Regions from separate parts of the Mus musculus genome. Here regions 2 and 3 are each linked to region 1. Evidence: chromatin contacts called from public HiChIP or PLAC-seq data. All regions are on one chromosome and are shown on one strand. The core of a region is the stretch at or near the end of the contact, and the rest is flanking DNA. Distances in the headings are between cores, read along the strand shown. Region 1 overlaps Trip4 (thyroid hormone receptor interactor 4). Region 2 overlaps Plekho2 (pleckstrin homology domain containing, family O member 2). Region 3 has its middle 21 kb from the start of Ankdd1a.

Region 1 (3,415 bases), core at 664-3,163:
AGCACACAACTGCCTATAACTCCAGTTCCAGGGGATCCAATGTCCTCTTTTGACTTTCATGGCTCCTGTACATAGGTAGTACATATACATACACTCAAAATTTAAAACAGAAATGAAACATTTTTAAAAATGAAAATAAGTAGCTGGGCATAGTTTAATCCCAGCACTAGGTAGGCAGGTGGGTCTCTGTGAGTTGGAGGCCAGCATGGTCTACTGAATGAGTTCTAGGACAGCCAGGGCTACATAGTGAGACCCTGTCTCAAAAAGCAAGCCTCCCTCCCCCAACAAAAAAAGTGAAATAGTAGTTATACCAGGGACTAAAAGGGGAGGGGAAACAAGTAATGATTTAATCGGTGCAGGTTGGCAGTTAGGATACTAGGTAGTGATGGTAACTATACTCCAATATATTTAATGTCACTGATCCATAACACATAAATGTGCTTAAAATGGAAAAGTATCTTATATAAGGTTTATCACAATAAAAATAAAAGTTTAAAAATTAAGGTTAGGTGCTAGAGAGCTTGGTTAGGGGTGAAGGGTACCTCCTGCTCTTTCAGAGGATTAGAATCTGTTTCCAGTACCAATATCAGGCAACTCAACTGCCTGTAACTCTAGCTCCAGGGGGTCTGATGCCCCCTTCTGGCCTCTAGGTACCTGCACACACAAGACATACTTACACATAAACATACATTTAAAAAATATTTCTTGGGGGCTGGAGAGATGGCTCAGAGGTTAAAAGCACTGACTGCTTCCAGAGGTCCTGAGTTCAATTCCCAGCAACCACATGGTTGCTCAAAACCATCTATAATGGGATCGGATGCCCTCTTCTGTTGTGTCTGAAGACAGCTACAGTGTACTCATATAAATAAATAAATAGTTAAAAAATCAAATATAAATAAAATTAAATAAAAAATATTGCTCTATTTTCTGTGAAACTCAAGATAACTCAAACAAGCAATAGGATGAATATTTATACACCATCCAAAGAAACATAAATTTGATACTCATTTGCTGAGAAATGATAGTAAAAAAACAAGGTTTTTATTTTTCATAATTAAAGTGTTTCCAAAACAGAAAAAAAAAAAAAAAAAAAAAAAAGCCAAACCATTTCGTATGGCTAGTAAGAGCACAGCAATTCAGAAGAGAGCAGTCTGGTGTCTGAGTCAAGAAGACCCAGGCAGCACTGGTCAACCTTGTGTACTGTGACAAGCATAATGCAAACTGTGTACCAAGGCTCTGGTGAAGTTATTTGACACAGCCTTGGATGAGGTTTGCCAGAAACAGCTATATTCATGTGAATTTGAATTCATTTTTGGTACTTGCATGTCTAGAAACCTTTTATACTGCTAAATTTCTCTAAACCCCACATTCACTTTCAAAGTCCCAAAAGGAGAGGCTGTGACTCAATTCGTCAGAAGTTGAGTTTGCCTCTGTACCTGGCTTCCTAGAATGTTTCAAAGCCCTATTACATGGCTTCATCTTGTTCTTCCTTCAGGACTTTGTTCAAATGTCAATTCTGACATAAATCTCTCCCGACCCCACTATTTAAAAATCAGCGGTAGAGTGCTTGCTGCTTGCCAAGAATGCACAAGGCTCTGGTTCAATAATCAGCACCAACAAAAATAAATAATGAAAACATAAGGAAATCACAGCACCAATTACCCTATAAATTTAGCACTTTGAACTTCTTTCCTACCTTATCTTTTTCCATAGTACTTACCATGATCTGATAACATATATTTATATTTTTTGCTTCTCTTCACTAAGATGAAAGCTTCAAAAGGGCAGACATTCCCACACCCACCCTTGGAGGGAGGGCTAGGAGATGGCTCAGTGCCTAAGAGCATCTGCTGTGAAAAAAACAGGGCTCAAGTACAGGAAGCTTCAAGTTCAGTGGAAAATGGTCTCAGAAAGTAAGGAGACTGATAGAGGAAGGCACCGGATGTTCTCTGCCCCTCTCTCTGCTAGGATCAGACACAACATACATTAGGCAATCAATGAATAGTTGTTGAATGCTGTTGGCACCGTCCCAGCAGCTGGGATCATGAGCCTTTTACCACAACTTCCACTGAACTTGAGAGTGTTCACAAGAAACAGAAATGAGGAACAAAGCAGAAGTCTAAAGAGAAGTCCATTTGGATAAGTCTTGTATCTCTCAAGAATATAATAACCCTTGCCCTTGAGGTCTGGACACGAAGGGCCACATTACACACTAAGCAGTGCTTAGTTGGCCCGGTAATGTGGGCCTCTAGTCCCAGCTGCTGGCAAGATTGAGGCAGGCAAGCACAAGTTACAGAGAGAGTTTAAAGAGAGCCTGGGCAACTTACTGAGACTGTATTAAAGTAAAGTATAAGCAAGGCTGGGGCTGTAGCTCAGAGGTGATCGATCAGCATGCACAATGCCCTTGGTTCAATGCCCAGCACTGTGGAGGGGTGGAGGGAAAGAAGGCTTTGTATCTTTGGTCTGAGATTTACAAAGCAGCAACTGCAGCGGCTCAGCAAGAATCAATTCGCAAGGGTAATGAACACAAATAAACTCTAATGTCACATCCAGTTTAGATGCTAAGCTAAGGGTCACTGATAGAGCATAATAAATAGGTCGGGAAATATGAGCTTTATAATCAAGGAACAATCCAAATTTGGGCACAGACTCTGGCAGGTGCTTTTATTTTGGTCTGTAGAGACTTTTATCACGAGTTCCAGCCCGAGGAGCAGCAGAGGTGGGCCTACCTCTCTTTCATGCCTCATAACTTTCATAGCTGTCTAACATAACAAGTAATTAACTGCCAAACAGCTATTTCTTCTCCTCTGAGGGGAAACTGCTCACCAGTCATTTAGAAAACATTGTTTTGTCATTTTCCAAACAGAGAGGAAAAAGGTTAGTACCTTTTGGCAACTACTACTGATTTAGAGCCAAATAAAAATTTCTGCCCAACTCGGCAAGGCCCCACTTCATCCTTTTGTTAAAATGATCAATAACTTCTTAATTATGTCACTCTTCCCAACAGATCCCCAGGTGAATTGCATATATACACACTGCACTGTGTGTGTGTGGCCATGTCTGTGTGTGTGGTGGTAGTGCCTGAAACAGGGCCTTGCACATGCTGGCCAAGCACTATCAATGAACTATAGCTCTAGCCTATAACTTATAAAAATCTTTTTCCTGTTTCCTGATGACTAATAGCAAAAGCAAACACTTAAGAAACAATTCACCCCCAGCCAACCCCCCCACACCCCATACCCCCCCACACACACGCAGATGCACAGCTTGGTCTTCATGTGGGTTCCCCAACAACTGGAGCAGGAGCTGTTCCTGAATCTACGGCATGCCTGCGGATCCCATTCCCCTAACTGGGCTGCTATGTCTTGCCTCAGTGGGAGAGGATGCACCTTGTCCTGCAGTGACTTGATGGGCC
Region 2 (3,547 bases), core at 825-3,324, 270 kb before region 1:
CGGGCGTGGTGGTGCACGTCTTTAATCCCAGCACTTGGGAGGCAGAGGCAGGTGGATTTCTGAGTTCGAGGCTAGCCTGGTCTACAGAGTGAGTTCCAGGACAGCCAGGGCTACACAGAGAAACCCTGTCTCGAAAAACCAAAAAAAAAAAAAAAAAATGTGAGAGAGTGTGTGTGTATGTGTACATTTAAATATATAAGGGCTGGAGAGATGGCTCAGTGGTTAAGAGCACTGGCTGCTCTTCCAGAGGTCCTGACTTCAGTTCCCAGCACCCACATGGTGGCTCACAACCATCTTATATCCCATCATAATGGGATCCGATGTGCCTCTTCTGATGTGCCTGAATACAGCTACAGTGTACTCATATAAATGACATAAATAAATCTTTTTTTAAAAGAATTAAAAAGGAAAGCAGGGAGCCAGCAAGGATTAGGTAGATGTGCTAACTGCCAAGCTTGACGCCCTAAGCGCAGTGCCCAGGACCCACGCAGTGGAAGAGAAATGACCTCCTCAATCTCTCCTCCAGTCACCACAATTACAGTATGCCACATGTCCCTCTACCCCACAAGTAAATAAGTACGATTAAAAGATTTTTATGAGAACCCCCACACCCAGGTAACATCTTGATCAACGTTGAGATGAGGCTGACCCAGACCTCAGTACTTTTCAGGGCAGATGGCTGTATGACTAAGGTAGCTAACCGCTGATCTAGATGGCTAGGGCAGCCTGATCTCTCTATCCAAGTCCATCAGGTGTCATTTCCCATTTTTGCTTGTATACGTCTCTTTCTACCCCTGAGGCTCAACCCTGTCCAGGTTCTTCTATGAAATATACACAGCAGAAAAATTCTATTCTGAGAAGCTCCCTGCTACCTGCCATGATCCCCCAAACCTTAGTGTTCTTGTGTCTTACCCACTGCTGGGGGAACATGCACCGCCAGGTACAAATACCATGTTAGATGCCAGGAACACTAAGCCCTGACACAAGAGAGCACAGAGTCCTATCTCATGCCTGGATGGTTCTATGCTATTCTCAGTGCATCTGTCTCCTTGAGGCTCCCCCAGTGGCACTCTACAGGAAGAAGGTCTCAAGAGAGGAACGCCGGGACTGGCTACAACTCTGGTGCTCAGAACGCTTGCTTAGAATATACAAAGCTCTGGGTTTAATCCTCCACACCACACAAACCAGGCATGGTGGCCGTCTTAAGGGCTGACAACTTGAGAGAGTCACTTCTCTCCTTCTACCATGTGGGTCCTGAGGACTGGATCCAGGACGTCAAGCTTGGCAGCTATCTTAGTTTATCATGTGATAAACACCATGACCTGAAGCAACTTAGGGGGAAAAGGGTTGGTTTCATTTTACAACTTGAAGTCCGTCATTCAGGGAAGTCAGGGTAGAAACAAGAAGCTGGACATAGGAGATGATGGAGGCCGTGGTGGAACGTTGCTTCCTGGATTGCTCCCCATGGCTTACTCAGCTTTTCCATTGCACCCAGCGCCACCAGCCTGAGCGTGACACCACCCACTGAGGAAAGACCCAGGGGCACCAATAATCAAGCAAGAAAATGAACCACAGGCTTGTCCATAGACTAGTCTGGTGGTGGCATTTTCTCAAATGAGGTTCCTTCTTCCAACATGACTCTAGCCTCTGTCAAGTTGACATAAGAACTTGCCAGCGAAGGGTCACACACCTATAATCACAGGACTTGGGTGGGGGAGGCAGGAGAATTAGAAATTCCAGGACATCCTTAGCTAGTGTGACTACACAACCCCTGCCTTTAAAAATAAAAATGTACATAGGGCCAGTCTGCTAGAATGGTGCCCTGCCTTTATAGTTTAAGGCTTACAAAGTCTTCCTGGGCTTCCAGAAGAGGCTACAGCAACAGCACCACCTATCTCTAGGCTCCCCCAGTGGACTCTCTTAGGAACATAGTCAGTCCATCTTTACCGTCCATCTTTACCACCCAGCTCCCCAAGGCTGCCTGGCTTGGGACAACTCAACATGCCAGTGCTGAATCATTCAGGGCCTTCTGCAGTTCAGAGGAAAGGAGAAAGCAGGAGGCACTGGGCGGGGGCAGCATTCTTTGGAACATCAGCCTCTGACAACACAGAAACAGCCAAGAGCCAAGAGTCTGCACTCGCCTTGCTCCTCACAGCAGAAAGAGGAATTGAACCAATAAGCACGCCTCAGTTCCTTCTTTGGGGCCAAGTTCCCGTCCCTGGGTGCTAGGTTCTTGGAAGAGTTAAGTTTTTAATAAGATTTTTTTTTTAAGTGTGATTTGGATTTTTCATGTTTAGGGAATGTGAAACCCTCCCTGCTTCCCAGCTGCGGCCAGATGTGGAGAGGCAGTCTAGGACATGGATGGCAGCGCCTGGTGGGCTGACAGCTGAGAGCCAGTCATCCAACCCCTACAGCAGCTGGCACTGGAGAAGCCATATCACACACACACACACACACACACACACACACACACACACTTTTTTTTTTCTAATAAAAATATCCCTTGGCTGCCGCTTTCCCAGCTGTGGCACATCCTAATTTGGTAAGTACAGAACATCTGGGTGGCTGTCTGCACACTGCCATTCCTTGCTGTTCTTCCACGGCATCTCCGTCACCCTGACTCCTGGGGACTCACCCAGGACAGGCAAGGTGCCCTTCAAAGGCAACTCCTTGAAGCCCTTAGGTGGGGTTTATAGGCCTTCTTGGCCCAAGGCACTCAGGAATTTGCCAAGCTGCCTTAACGAGGTGGGGGGGAGTGGTGCTGAAAGAGGTTGCCAGGCAAGATGCAAGCCTTCCATCTTCATGGATTCTATCTTGTTCTATATAGGGGGTTCCAGGCCAGGTAAGAATGAATAGGGAGACCTTGTTTCAAAAGTAAATAAATAAACAGATAGATAATAAACAGATAAGTAAGATAGATAGATAGATAGATAGATAGATAGATAGATAGATAGATAGATAGACAGATAGACAGACAGACAGAGAGACAGAATAAATAATTAGGGTCTGGATAGATGGCTCAGCAGATAGAATCCATGTGTGCAGTCTTACCACACTCTCACATTCTCAATGGGTAGCCTGAACCCTGAACCCTGGTAGCCTGAACCCCAGCACCAAAAGGAAAAGTCACCTTCCCTCCAAGTCCTCATATAACAGCATTTCGGATGCTTCCTTAACAAACAATTGTAGCTTTTATTTGTTTGTTTGTTTGTTTGTTTTGAGACAAGGTCTTACACTATAGTTGAGTTGGCCTCAAACTCAGAGCAATGCTCCTGTCTTAGCCTTCTGAGTGTTGGGATTATAGGTGTAAAGCTGGCAGTCTTACTGTTCTTAGTTGTCCAAATGCTAAGCCTGTTGAGAGTGGGGAGGGGACAAGAGTCTAATTAGGAAGGTGTGGGGATTGCGGGAGGCATTCGGACAGCAGAAGTGTCAACTGCAGCTGGGGCGATGGCACGATGGCACTGTGAGGAAAAGCGCTTGCCGCGCAGTCTGACACGCTGCGTCCAGAGCCCCAGACCTCACACAGAAAGCGGGGTTCAGGGTCATG
Region 3 (3,404 bases), core at 668-3,167, 300 kb before region 1:
GTTAGCAGCAGGCAGCTGGAGAGCTGGATTGCTCATTGGGAAGTGATGGGTGTCTCAGAGCTGAACCACACTCCACTCACGTAAGTAACCAGATAAGCTCCGATGACTAGAAAATGGCCTTTAAGAAAATCAGGGAAGAGATGGCTCACTGGTTTAAGAGTACTGGCTGCTCTTCCAGAGTTCCTGAGTTCAATTCCCAGCAACTACTTGATGGATCACAACCATCTGTAATGGGATCTGATGCCCCCTTCTGCTGTATCTGAAGAGAGCAACAGTGTACTCATCTACATAAAATAAATAAATTAATCTTTAAGCAAAGAGAGAGAGAGAAAGAGAGAGAGAGAATGTGAGGACCTGAGCTGAGACGGCTTAGTGTTCAACAGTGCTTTCTAGTCTTGCAGAGGACACGAGTTCACTTCCCAGCATCCACACCAGGTGGCTCATAGATGCCTGTTAACCCCAGTTCCAGGGAATCCTACTTCTGGCCTCCAAGAGTTTTGAATGCCCAAACCACAGGCAAACACATACATGTAATAAAAAAATATTTAAGACAATTTTTTTAATGGGGAAGGGGGAATGGGTTGCTAGAGAGAGATTGCTCAGTGACTAAGAAACTGGCTACTCTTCCAGAAGATCCTGGTTATATTCCCAGGACTCACATGGTGGCTCACGCCTGTCCATAACCTAGCTTCAATGATCCAGCACCCTCTTCTGACATCCGTGGACACCAGGTGTGCACAGTACACAGACATATGCGGAGGCAACACATCCATATACATAGAATAAACATGATTTTAAAAAGCAAACAAGCCGAGCTCGATAACGCACACCTTTAATTTCAACACTCCGGAGGCAGCAGGGACTACACAGTGAGATCCTATCTCAAAAAATAAAAATAAATAAAGTAAATACAGCCATCAAACAATTATTAGTGGGGACTTTCTTTTTTGAGGGAATTCAAGGGTTCAAACCCAGGACCTTATACATGGCAAGTAAGTTCTCTGCCACTGAGCTACATAATCCAAATGAGTTGTTGTTGCTGTTGTTGTTGCTGTGGTTGTAGTTGTTTTGAGACAGGGTTTCTCTGTGTAGTCCTGACTATCCTGAAACTCACTCTGTAGACCAGGCTGGCCTCAAACTCAGAGATCAGCCTGCCTCTGCCTCCCAAGTGCTGAGATTATAGGTGTGCACCACCACTTATAGGTTTGAGGCAGGTTCTTATATATCCCAAACTGGCCTCAAACTCATTATGAATCAGAGAACTACTTTGAATTCCTAATCCTTTTTCCTTTACTTCCCACGTGCTGAGATGACAGGTTTGGGCCACCATGGCTGGCTTTTACTATCTTTTATGGATTTATGTATTTATTTTTATAGTGGATGTGGGCGTGTGCTATGGTATGTGTGGAGGTCAGAAGACAACTTGAGGTGTTCATTTTCTCTTTTTACCACGTGGGTCCCTGGGCGCAAACCCTGGTTGCAGGCTTAGTGCCAAGTGTCTTTACCTGATGATCCATCTTGCCAGCCCCATACATTATCTTATATATATGTATATCAAATGCAGTGTCTGATTGAATTTCTACAAAGATAAATGCTTAGCAAATAGGTCTCAGGAAATGGGGCCCATGTGCCCAAGCCTAGGCTTTTGCTGTGGTTACACTGTTTGGCACCAAGCCAGGTCTTTCCTCATCACCAGACGCTTTGAGTTGCTCACCCACTGAAGCTGCCCATCAGGGGAGTTATCACTTCTAAGTTGCTCGTACTCTTTGCAGTGGCCTACGAACCTAGGAGAGGACCAGCCGCGCTACAGAAGCCCAGCCTCCAGCCCATCTCTAGGCCTCCATCCCCCAGGCCCTCGCTGCCTGCATCCTGGGAATCCCCTCCCACCACTTCCCCTCTTGACTCATCTCAAGTCACATGAGGAACACATTTGTGAGGCCCTGACTCAGCCAGTGCTAACGGACTAATGAGCCTCTCTGCTCTCCTATCTGGTGTCTGTCAGGCAATAGAGATGGCATTTTGAGAGCAGAGAGGACAGCCGGAGCCCGGAGGAAAGGCTCTCACCCATCTGGCTCCTCCTAGCTGACTACTTCTGCCTCCTGCCAGACCCTCCAGACCATGGGGATCCATGCTCCTCTTTGGCCAAGCTCTGTCCTCCTGAACTTGTCCCTTCTGCTTTCCTACCCAGGTCTGCCTGCTATGTCCTCTGCGGCCCAGAGAGCAGGAAGACCCACGTTTAAGTTGGGGCTCTGATTATCTAGGCGAGTCCTCTGCCTCCCTCGGTGACCTCATTTATCCCATGGACGTGTTGAAATTGCTACTCTACCTTTCGCTGATGTGAAGAGAACCAAAATAGTTCAACCACAATGAGGAATCGGGTCACACCAGATAGAATGGCTATCACCAAACTAAACAAATAACAATGAGATGTCAGAAAGAGGAACTCTCATACTCTGTTGGTGGAAATGGAAATTAGTGTAGTCACTATGGAAAACAGTGTGGAAGTTCCTCAAGAACTAAAAATAGATGTATCATATGATCCAGCTATCTCACTACTAGCTGCATATCCAGAGGAAAGGGAAGTGAAGGAGTGCGTTGAGGAGGAGAGAGCTGTACTTCCATGATGACTGTGTTATTCACAGGCTCCAAGGTACAGAATTAACCAGATGTCCACAATGAAATCGAACACATACACACAACCTGACCATTAAAAAAAAAATCAATGAAATTCTGTAATCTGTAGCTCCACAGATAGAACTGGAGGTCGTGAGGCCTGGGTGGATGCCTCTGTGGGTAAAGGGCTTGGTATGCAAACCTGAGGACCTCTGTTTGATCCCCAGTAATCTATGGGCATTTGCAGCAGCATGACCCATATCCCTGTGTTGGGAGGTGAAGACAAGATCTCCAGGGATCGGTGGCCATCTAAGCTAGCCAATCAGTGAACTTTGGGGTCAGTTTAAGACCCTGTCTCAAAAGGCAATTCGAAGAATGATAGACAGGACCCAAACTGGACCTCTGGCTTACATAAATGCATACATGGACAAGCAGAATATGTATACATATACAAGACACACCTCAAGACATCAACAATAGCAGCAAGAGAACTGAGTGATATCATGTTAAGTGAAATAAGTCAAGTATGGAAAGACAATAATCACCTGTCTCATATCTAAAGCTAAAACAGTTCATCTTAGAGCCATAGAAATAGCTGGATGGGTAAAGGTATCTACCACGAGGCCTGATGACAAAAGTCATCCCTGGGACCCACATGGGAGAAGGTAAGGATTGATTCTCAAAAACTGTCCTCTAACCTCCTCATGTACCCATGGCACATGTGCCTGCCCACCTGCTCACACAAATACAGAAAATGTCATTTAAAAATTGGTATTTTCAGATAGGGTCTC

The links. HiChIP or PLAC-seq counts read pairs in DNA pulled down with a chosen protein or histone mark.
Region 2: a contact with region 1 is called in an H3K27ac HiChIP or PLAC-seq map of microglia, with 4 times the contacts expected there. The contact joins two enhancer-like sites. A contact is called at or near these places in 2 of 39 promoter capture datasets (the 3T3-L1 cell line and embryonic stem cells), 5 of 115 datasets of contacts at active chromatin or transcription factors (bone marrow-derived macrophages, embryonic limb bud, embryonic midbrain and 2 more) and 1 of 9 other capture datasets (adipose tissue).
Region 3: an H3K27ac HiChIP or PLAC-seq map of microglia shows a contact between it and region 1, with 8 times the contacts expected there. The contact joins two enhancer-like sites. A contact is called at or near these places in 1 of 115 datasets of contacts at active chromatin or transcription factors (microglia) and 1 of 9 other capture datasets (adipose tissue).

What each region holds. Positions count from the first base shown.
Region 1 is chr9:65,842,633-65,846,047 of GRCm38.p6, forward strand. All of the region lies in intron 12 of Trip4 (thyroid hormone receptor interactor 4), which reads right to left. Among named protein-coding and RNA genes, the nearest start is that of Zfp609, 17 kb to the left of the region's middle. Within about 2 kb of position 1,914, at least 45 of the 459 cell types and tissues checked have an H3K27ac peak or open chromatin away from gene starts, as enhancers often do. A contact at or near this core is called in adipose tissue, bone marrow-derived macrophages and microglia, where this site is marked.
Region 2 is chr9:65,567,522-65,571,068 of GRCm38.p6, forward strand. The region is part of intron 2 of Plekho2 (pleckstrin homology domain containing, family O member 2); the gene reads right to left. Gm51712 (a long non-coding RNA gene) reads left to right here. Exons shown (of 3, transcript XR_003948345.1): 3 at 2,298-2,879. Among named protein-coding and RNA genes, the nearest start is that of Gm51712, 5.9 kb to the left of the region's middle. Within about 2 kb of position 2,075, at least 99 of the 459 cell types and tissues checked have an H3K27ac peak or open chromatin away from gene starts, as enhancers often do. A contact at or near this core is called in adipose tissue, bone marrow-derived macrophages and microglia, where this site is marked.
Region 3 is chr9:65,539,939-65,543,342 of GRCm38.p6, forward strand. No RefSeq gene overlaps it. Among named protein-coding and RNA genes, the nearest start is that of Ankdd1a, 21 kb to the left of the region's middle. Within about 2 kb of position 1,918, at least 245 of the 459 cell types and tissues checked have an H3K27ac peak or open chromatin away from gene starts, as enhancers often do. A contact at or near this core is called in adipose tissue and microglia, where this site is marked.